Linked DNA regions of Sus scrofa: regions 2 and 3 are each linked to region 1. A link is a contact called in public targeted proximity ligation data. All regions are on one chromosome and are shown on one strand. The core of a region is the stretch at or near the end of the contact, and the rest is flanking DNA. Distances in the headings are between cores, read along the strand shown.

Region 1 (2,926 bases), core at 316-2,815:
TAAAACACTGTCTACTATAAGAGTATGTCACCATAGCTGTGATGTTTTAGATTGGTATAATGCTTGTCTTTATCTCTTTGTATGGAGTTTAAGTAAATAGTAAATTAATAATTAGTAATAGTAAATTAGTAAATAGTAAATTAAATATTAAATTAGTAAAATATACACACTTTATTTAGTTAGTTACTTTTTGTCTTTTTAGGGCCTCACCCATAACATATAGAAGTTTCCAAGCTAGGTATCGAATTGGAGCTGTAGCTGCCAGCCTATGCCACAGCCACAGCAATGCTAATCTGAGCTACATCTGCCACTTACACCGGATAGCAACTCCAGATCTTTAATCCACTGAGCAGGGCCAGGGATTCAACCTGTGTCCTCATGGATACTAGTCAGGTTGGCTACCACTGAGCAACAATGGGAACTCCCTATACATTTAATTAGTAGTAATTTTAGCAACAGTCTGAAGCTCTTAGAAAAGGATTCATTTTTGCCAATGAGAAATGTATTGGATTTGAAATTGCATTTCAAGTATTTGAAAAAGAAAATGTGCCATGACTTCAGTCGCATGATTCAATCAATTTAGGAACAATTTATCCTAAATATCCTCCTCAGCGCATAGTAGTATTCTTTACAGAATGACTAAAACTAAAAGTTTTAAATGACCTTTATTTAAGTGATAGAATAATTGTGTGCAAGTTAGAAGTTGTACTAGAGAGTCTGCAATTCCTGGGTGGAAATTCCTTCTGCTATCTTCCCATAATTTTACGACTTTTCAATATGTTACCATTATATAGAGTATTTCCAGCAGATGCTGGTGGTATGTGTCTGGGGCAGGGAAGTAGCTGGACAATGTGGACGTGTATGGTAGGAAGGACTGGATTACTATGAAGGAGCTTCCAGCTTTACTACCCTAGGCATTGCACTGATTTCTTTTAGACACATGGAGGAAGTTCAGGAGAAAATGATCAGAATGATGAGAAAACTGAAAATTCAAAGAGGCCTAATTAGTAGAACTAGAAATATTTGACCTGGAGAGGTTAGGAGGATATAAAACTAGTTTCAAATATCTGGAGAGCTGATAAGGAGAAGAGAAACTAAGCCTTGTTTGTGTGATCCAATGGCTGGCCCACAAGTGGAAGTTATAAGGAGGCTTTTGCCTAAAAATTAGGAAGAGGTCACAAAGATGTCCAGAGATGCAATGGGAATTCTTTCTCAAGATGGCAGCCAGAGCACATGCATACATCTCTTTTCCGCTTCCAAATCCCATAGAAATGTCAATAAAGAGGAAGAGAGAACAATAAATCAAAGGCGGTCCTCGGTGCAGGAGAAGGGGCATCTGGGAACTAGAGACATAGACACATTTTTTTTCAAAGTAAAAAGCTCTTGGAATTGTATTAACAGTTTCAATTGTATTCACAGGAGAAGGCTGCAGAAGGGACCGGAGCTATTTTTTTCCTGGCAGCAGACTCACAGAGAGGCTCAAAACTTGGAGTAGGAGAGGAAAGTTGGACAGAAATCAACTGCGGAATAACTGTGAGTCATAGCCCACATTCCCCTTCCCTGTGTCACATGCTTAGGCTGAAACCAGAGGATTAATCTTTAAAGCAATTGCAAGCATCTGCATGGGATGCAGCCCTAGGAGGGGTGCTGCCCTCGCTCAGTGGGATTCTCCTCACTCTGGCTGCAAGGTGGGAGAGGCAGGGAGGGCATCCTACTTTCCCTCTTTCCCCTCAAAGTCAAAGCAAAGTCTGCCAGCCAAAAGGCCCACCCACCTGGATAGAAGGCCAGACCAACAGAGCCAAGGAGAGCTAGATATCTGTATTAAAGAAACTGGTCTGCCTTGGGTTTTCACTGTGAATTGACAGCCAATGTCATAAAAATCTGAGAAAGGCAGGTGGAAATAAACTGACCCTGGAGGAAATAGATAATCCAGGAAATAGAAGATATCTATCTTTAAAGTAATTCTATTTTGTTTCCTTGAAGAAGAAAATTAAAAAAAAAAAAAAAAAAAAAAAAAAACGTAAAGCAAAAACAGTCTGCAGGCTGCTAAGGAAAAGAACCATCCAACCCAGAAAGTCTTCTTAAAATGACAAAATTAATTGTCAATGTGAAAAGTTCAATGAGAGAAAGAATGAAGGAAATATCTCTGAGCATAGAACAAAAGGTTAAAGGGACGGAAATGTGGGAGAAAAACGAAGAGATTCGAGAACCATCCAAAAGTTCTAACATCCAAATGGATGTTTAGAAGAGAAAACACACAAAACAGAGGAGAACAAAAGAGAATTTCTAAAAGAGAGAAATAGCATTTTAGGATGTCAGGGCCTAGAGAGTGCAGAAGAAGATGAATGAACAAACGCGCCCCAAGACATATCCTTGTGATATTTTAGACCCTGGGAATAGAGGGGAAATTCTACAAGCTATAAGAAGAGGTCACTCAAAAAGAAATGAGATGATAGAGAAAAAACAAAGCAGAAGACAAAAAGCATTCTGCAAAATGCTGAAGGAAAAGTTTTTGAACCTAAAATTCTCCACCTAGCCAAACTCTCAATCAAGAGCACAGACCCTTTACCACCCAGACTAGTTCTGAAGGAATTACTCAAGCAAAACAAAGAGAATCCAAGTGAGAGGAAGTCCTAGGCTCTAAGGAGCAGTGGCTCTAACCCAGGATTGTATGAAAAGTAATTCCAGAATGAGAACTTTGAAGCAGGCCTAGAAACCCTTCAGTCCAAATTAGAACCAGAAGTCAGAGGCCCTGTGAAGATTCTTTTGGTAGAACACGGATTTCTTCTACTGCAAAGTGTTTAAGAAATTGGGTGATCTTGTGACAAGGCAAAGGCATATTAGGTCATTATGATATTGTGCCATCTTAACCCTCTCCAAACTTTAGATTTATTTTCTACTTCTAATAGCAAAGATTTATTTTTTA
Region 2 (2,926 bases), core at 288-2,787, 190 kb after region 1:
TATTTTATATTCTTCAAAGTATTACTCCTAGTTGACCTTATAACCAAAAACTGCTTGTCACAGTTTCCAAGATGCAGTAAATCTAAGACATCAAGTGCTATGCTTCTCTACAGCATAGGGCAAAAATTCACAAGATCAGATCCTAGTGTCCACAATCTATAATCTGAAAACCAACAACCCATAAAATGTGATGTAGGAACTTCAAAAGAATTATCATTTCTGAGATGCTCACTAGCTTTGAAGACTTTGGAGGAGTGGGGTCTACTTCCCCCTCTCTGGGTTCTCCTCCTGGCCTCCAATCCAGCACTTTTGCATGAGTGTGTGGACTGAACATAAACATCAACACACACACACACACACACACACACACACACACACACACACACACTGACAGCAAAAGCTCACTGGAATTCTACAAATCCATTCTAGGATCCTTTGGGCCACTAATTATCGCGAACAGGGCCATTCTGAAGCATGACCAAAAATTTAAGATGTCTTACAAACAGTAAAGTATAAGCTTTCTGCATCACCATCTCACCTTTTAGAGATGATTGTGAGTTCTATCCTGGTATTAATGTCACTCTTGTACACTTGCATTTCCTCTGTTAACACAGGAGAGAAGGGAGAATTCCAACCAGAGAGGTGGGAACTGACCAAATTCTGCAGCCTATCTCTGAGACAGAGCAGTCTTTACTGCTATATTCATAACAGTCCCAAGGCTGAGATTATTTCTCTGCCAAAACACTGTCAGAGCTACCTCCTCACTAAGAGTGTGGACTTAGGTCAGATTGTCAGGTTACTGGACATGTCCTTAAACCTTTTAGTTTTTGCTACATATGTGCTCCTTAGACATAAAAGCTGATAATTAACTGACTCCTATAGGCTTTTCCAAAAATCAATGTTTCATGGAACTATTTGGGCCCATAAGAAAGGTTCCTGGGATGAAATAAACTTAGGAAAGTATGTTTTCTTTCCCCCTTGAAGCATCATCTTATTAAAAGCTCTAGAAACCTTATTAAAGCTCTAACTAACTGTACATAAACCATGTTCCTCAAACTAAGAGTTGATCAAGAAACCCTAAAGTTTTCACTATGCATATTATCATAGTTTCTGAGAGAGACTTTTTATCTTGAGAATTTCTCCATGGCCTAAAAAAGAAGTCACCTTCTCATTGTATAGATTTGGAGACACAATTTGTACTTGCTTTTTGGATTGTTAGGCGGGTAATGACCCAACACATAGAAAAGAATGAGGAAGCTGTGCCTGAAGATGAGGATGTCTTATGTGATCAACAGGCAGAAAAGAAACTGAAGCTTCTCCTTACCTTTCCAGCACTCAAAACTCCTACTACTCAAGAATTCAAGTCCAACTGTAGGAAATAATAGAGGATATTCACATAAAGACCTTAGCTTATAATGTTTACCATTTATTCTGTATGATAATTTTCTCCAAGATAATTCATTACTGCTGTTACCAATGAAGACATTACAAAGGATAAAAGGGCTTGGCTGCCACTTCTCATCACGGAGCTGTGTAGCGTCAATGAAATGAAATGCTCCTGAAACTGACAGCTGGAGAAAGCCTGTCACCACAGTCAGAGTGTCAAGCATGGCGTGACACTTCAGCGTGTTTCCTTTGCACTTAAGAACTCCTTTGCCAATATGGACCAAAATAATGAAAGGAAACTGGCTTTGGCCAGCACAGAGGATTAGCTGTACTGTTGAGAAAATTGTAGGGATATTTGGCATGGACTTGGGATTTAAGATTTTTTTCCCTGGGGATTCCACCCAAAGAATTTTTCTATGAAGAGTTTAAACAGAGTTACTTTTCCTTACATTGGTCATGGAAGAGAATTAGGAGGTTAACTGTTGATCCAATTTATACTGCCATTTGATCCTGTAAGTGCTATACAGGAATCAGTTACTCATGGAAAATAACTCCTGCCAGATCAAACACTCTGAAGGCCAAAGTCACAGGATTCTGACTTTACATGCTCTATTCTGCCTCCATTCATTTTGCCTCTCAGATTGTCAGGAACTCCCTGAGCAAGGAGTCCACCATGTAACTTAATCTTTTGCTATGAGAATTAGTCCTGCCATTTATGGTCCTGTAAGGACTTTCCTCCCAAAGATCTTCCCAAGTAGAATCATGATAGTTCCTTGTATCTTTTTCCATCCCTGTCCTATTAATTCACACCATGCAACAGATCTGAAAGCTTAACTATGTATGGAGGAAAATTGATACTAAATGGTATTCAGTGTGTCTGAAACTTTTTGTTGTAGTTTGTAGAATAAGGTGTGTGTACAGTTTATTGAGTCCTTGCGTCTGAGTCAAACATCCTTCTGTGAAATGCTTTGCAGACTATTTATATTGGACATCATCTCAGGTTCAAGTTTTCAACAGGGCTGGACAGGTGCCTTTAAATCTAACAGGCAATGGATCACATTTCCTGAACTGCATTCCCTAAACATTAGCAGCCATGAATACTAGACATTTTATGATGAAAGGGCACATTTTCAAAGTTTGAGGACCACTTTATTTTCAGCCCTCTCTTATAAAATTCTATAGTGCTGAAAACACCTGTCACACCTACCATAAAGAATCATGTTTAACTTATTTAGTATGTCTCTAATTTATTTGACTTTTAAGTTCAAAATTCTTCTAAAAATCCATAGACCAGGCAAGACTTATCAACACTCAAAATCTCTGAGAAAGAAACATATAACTGGGTAGCTAGGTGGTCTCTTGCCTAGGTTCCCTGCCTCTCCTCTCTGCCATCACCAGGAGGGTCTCTCTAATGCATGACTCTGATTCTCTCACTCCTCCACTAATAATAGGTTTGTTGCTGCAACAGAGAAACCAAGTAACAATGGCTTGAACAAAGAAATTTATTTTTCTCTCATATTACAATCTGTCTAAGATTAGC
Region 3 (2,926 bases), core at 263-2,762, 150 kb after region 1:
AGCAAACTAGAAGTGATTGCAAAGAGAGAAAAAGGATTTTTTTTTTAAAGTCACACGGCTGAAAGCAGAAGTGTTGGGTAACCAACAATGAGAGAAGAAACCAATCCATCAAAACGACAGGAAAGTAACAGTGTGGAGACATTTTGTGCAGGGCAAAATAAATAAGCAAAGCACAAGATTCTGGTTCACACTGGGAACCCTCCAATACCAGGAAATAAGATCTGTGCCAGGAAGCGATAGGTTTTATAAAACAGTTTCAAGGTGAACTGACATGTTTCCTCTTTTTACTTTAAAATAAGTGATCTAGGATGCCTTCACAGTAAGTTATCTCAGTTTTCACCATTTCCCGCTCCCCCCACTCAAGTATCCTGATTTGACAAACTAGTGTTTGCAGGAAATCTATTACATTGACTCTGGCACAAGCACCCCTGGGTGAACAGACGCTTGAATAAGAAAAAGCTCAGTAGATATTGGTGGATTTGCTGTGTTGTTTTGTGGTTGGAGTATAACTGACGGCGAGTCAAAAATCGGCAGGCAAAAGATCCCGGTGGAAGGTCTGAGGACATCCTTGGTGGAGGGCACAGGTAGTGCGGTGACCCTTTCACTCTGAGAGGCAAGGCTGGTAAATGGTTAAGAGTGCAGGTTTTTGATTCACCCTTCCCTAGAACTAAAGATTCAGATTCTTGCATCTTAGGACTTGGGCAGGTGACTAACCTCTGTGTGTCTTGTTTGCAGAGTTAGTAGGGGCAGGACTCTATCTGTATTTTTAAAAATGCTTTTGGAAGTAGTCCAAGGGATCAGCTAGAACAAAGCAAGACCCAAGGCAAATGCAGCAGTGGGGAAACTGGTACGAGAGGAGAGAGGCGTGAGTAGGACCTGAGCTGTACAAAGGGCCAGCAGAGCTGAAATTTGGAAGGTACAGAAAGGAGAAAGGAACCTAGATGGTCTCTTAGGTTTCTCAAGACGGGAATTTGGCCTGTTAACTATGCTAGGGAGTCGCAGAAAAGTAATGCTTATGGTTTGAGATATTCATGAGAAAAGATCTTCCTGGTACAGAAATTTGTTTTACCTACTGAGTTGACAGAGGCTTGGAGATAGAAACAGGCTTAAGTGTCACCACTTATTGAGTGACTAGAGGAACAAATTGCTTAACCTTTCTGCCTCCACTTCCTTGATTAACTTGGAAATAGAGTTGCTAATGCTTAGGAAGAACCAGCCCCGCCCCTACCCAATTGTAAATCTTCAATCCTTGGCAGCTATTTAAAGACAGAGCTGTAAAAACTTGTGGCTAAAAATATTTTCCCAAAGATAACCAGAGAAGTCAGAGGGGGTATTCAAACCCAGACCTGCCTCTTCACATTTAGCAGATTCAGAGAGAGAGAGAGTGTTCTGTGTCCACACTGATCTCGGTGGGCTTCACAAGACCAAGAAAAGGGGAGACCCCTCTACCCCCAACCCTTTTCACTTTGAAATAACCTGGTGATAGTCTTTGTCAGAGGTTCTCAGGAAGGTTGAGCACAGTGGAGTCATAGGAGTGCATGAAAGTTGAAAAAGTCTAGAGTAAGCTTAAGTCTTCATTTCTTCATGAGGTGAAAATTTAAGAGAGGCAAGAGTAGACAAATTCGGGTTTTAGACTGAGAGGTGGGAACCGACAGAAGTATGATTAACAGAGAGAAGACCCCCAGTCTGAAGAAGGCAGGCTGGGATGCGACAGGAGTAGAGAGGAGTTACCACTTCCACCGAGGCTGGAAGGAGGTGAGGATGGGAGCCCAGGCCTTTGTATGTTGGGGCTGGGTGTTGAAGGAGATAAATGTCCCCCCCAAATTCCCCCAACCTCTCTGTGAGGTTGGAGATTTGTTCTGCTGAGGGCCAGCAAGTCAAACACAGGAACGCCAAGGCTTGCGGCAGAGAGGGCTGGCTCCCAAGACAGCCCAGCGAGGAGACGAGACGGGAGAAGGTCTTGCGTCCTATCTCCCAGAGGTGAGGGGGCGGGTGGGCAGGGTATTTATGGGATAAGGATAAGGCAGCAGGGCGGTCCGAGGCAAGGCGGGCGTGGGGGCGTGGGGAAAGGTGATTGGAAAAAGGTGTGGTAATTGGTAATCGTGGTTCTGTGCAGGTGCAACTAAGCTACATGCCTCTGCCTGTTGGAACAGGGAGGCGCTCAGCATGATTTGCGTGGAGTTTTCGGCAAAAGGTCACCAAGCCACCCCTGCACATGCCCAATTGGAGGCTCAGTGGTCCTATCTGGTCTTAACCAGCTTAGTTGGAACTAGACACAGCTACCCCCAAGTTCTTGAACAACAACTGGGGCAAACATCTTGTTTAGGTTCCATGCAGCTTGGGGGCCAGTGTTTTGTAGCAACAATTAAAAGGACCTTGATGAGTAAAGGCAGGTCACAGGTGGAATGGGTTTGACTGTTGATTACCCATGGCTTCAGAAGGGTCCAACGTGAGTGCATCGCCTGAAGATCTGAAATCAGTATTGGGAGGCAACGGAGAAGAAACCCAACCAGGACTTGCACAGGGATGGAACAGCTGAGATTCAAAGACCAAGTGTGCAGAGGCTTCAGCCAGCACGTTGTATGATTTCCTCCAGGGTTTGAGACATCAGCAGAGAAGGCCAAGTCCTCAGTGTGTTTTGTAAGATTTCTAAAAAATACTCATGATATAAACGACTTTATGATCCTTAAACTAAAATCCACTCATGCTGCAGGGAGATTCACTAGGTGGACCACTGAGAGCAGGTCCCAGAGAAGGGGCCACTTGCACCATTCTTTACACAAGTGAAACACAGAAGATTCTCCTTCATGTATCTTTGGGCTCTAACAAGCATTCTCCTTCTCCCAAATTAAAATGCAGCTGACTTCGTAACTATAATCCCTGTCCCAAATGTGTCTTCCTTTATTAAGAGACTTAATTGAGTTAT

The links.
Region 2: a targeted proximity ligation map of skeletal muscle shows a contact between it and region 1. A contact is called at or near these places in 1 of 47 Hi-C or Micro-C datasets (embryonic fibroblasts) and 1 of 2 datasets of targeted methods (skeletal muscle).
Region 3: a targeted proximity ligation map of skeletal muscle shows a contact between it and region 1. A contact is called at or near these places in 1 of 47 Hi-C or Micro-C datasets (heart right ventricle) and 1 of 2 datasets of targeted methods (skeletal muscle).

Annotation. Positions count from the first base shown.
Region 1 is chr5:32,076,951-32,079,876 of Sscrofa11.1, forward strand. No RefSeq gene overlaps it. Among named protein-coding and RNA genes, the nearest start is that of DYRK2, 31 kb to the left of the region's middle.
Region 2 is chr5:32,262,399-32,265,324 of Sscrofa11.1, forward strand. The region is part of intron 2 of LOC102166619 (a long non-coding RNA gene); the gene reads right to left. Among named protein-coding and RNA genes, the nearest start is that of DYRK2, 220 kb to the left of the region's middle.
Region 3 is chr5:32,223,734-32,226,659 of Sscrofa11.1, forward strand. LOC110260700 (a long non-coding RNA gene) reads left to right here. Exons shown (of 2, transcript XR_002344010.1): 1 at 1-1,980; 2 at 2,117-2,926. Among named protein-coding and RNA genes, the nearest start is that of DYRK2, 180 kb to the left of the region's middle.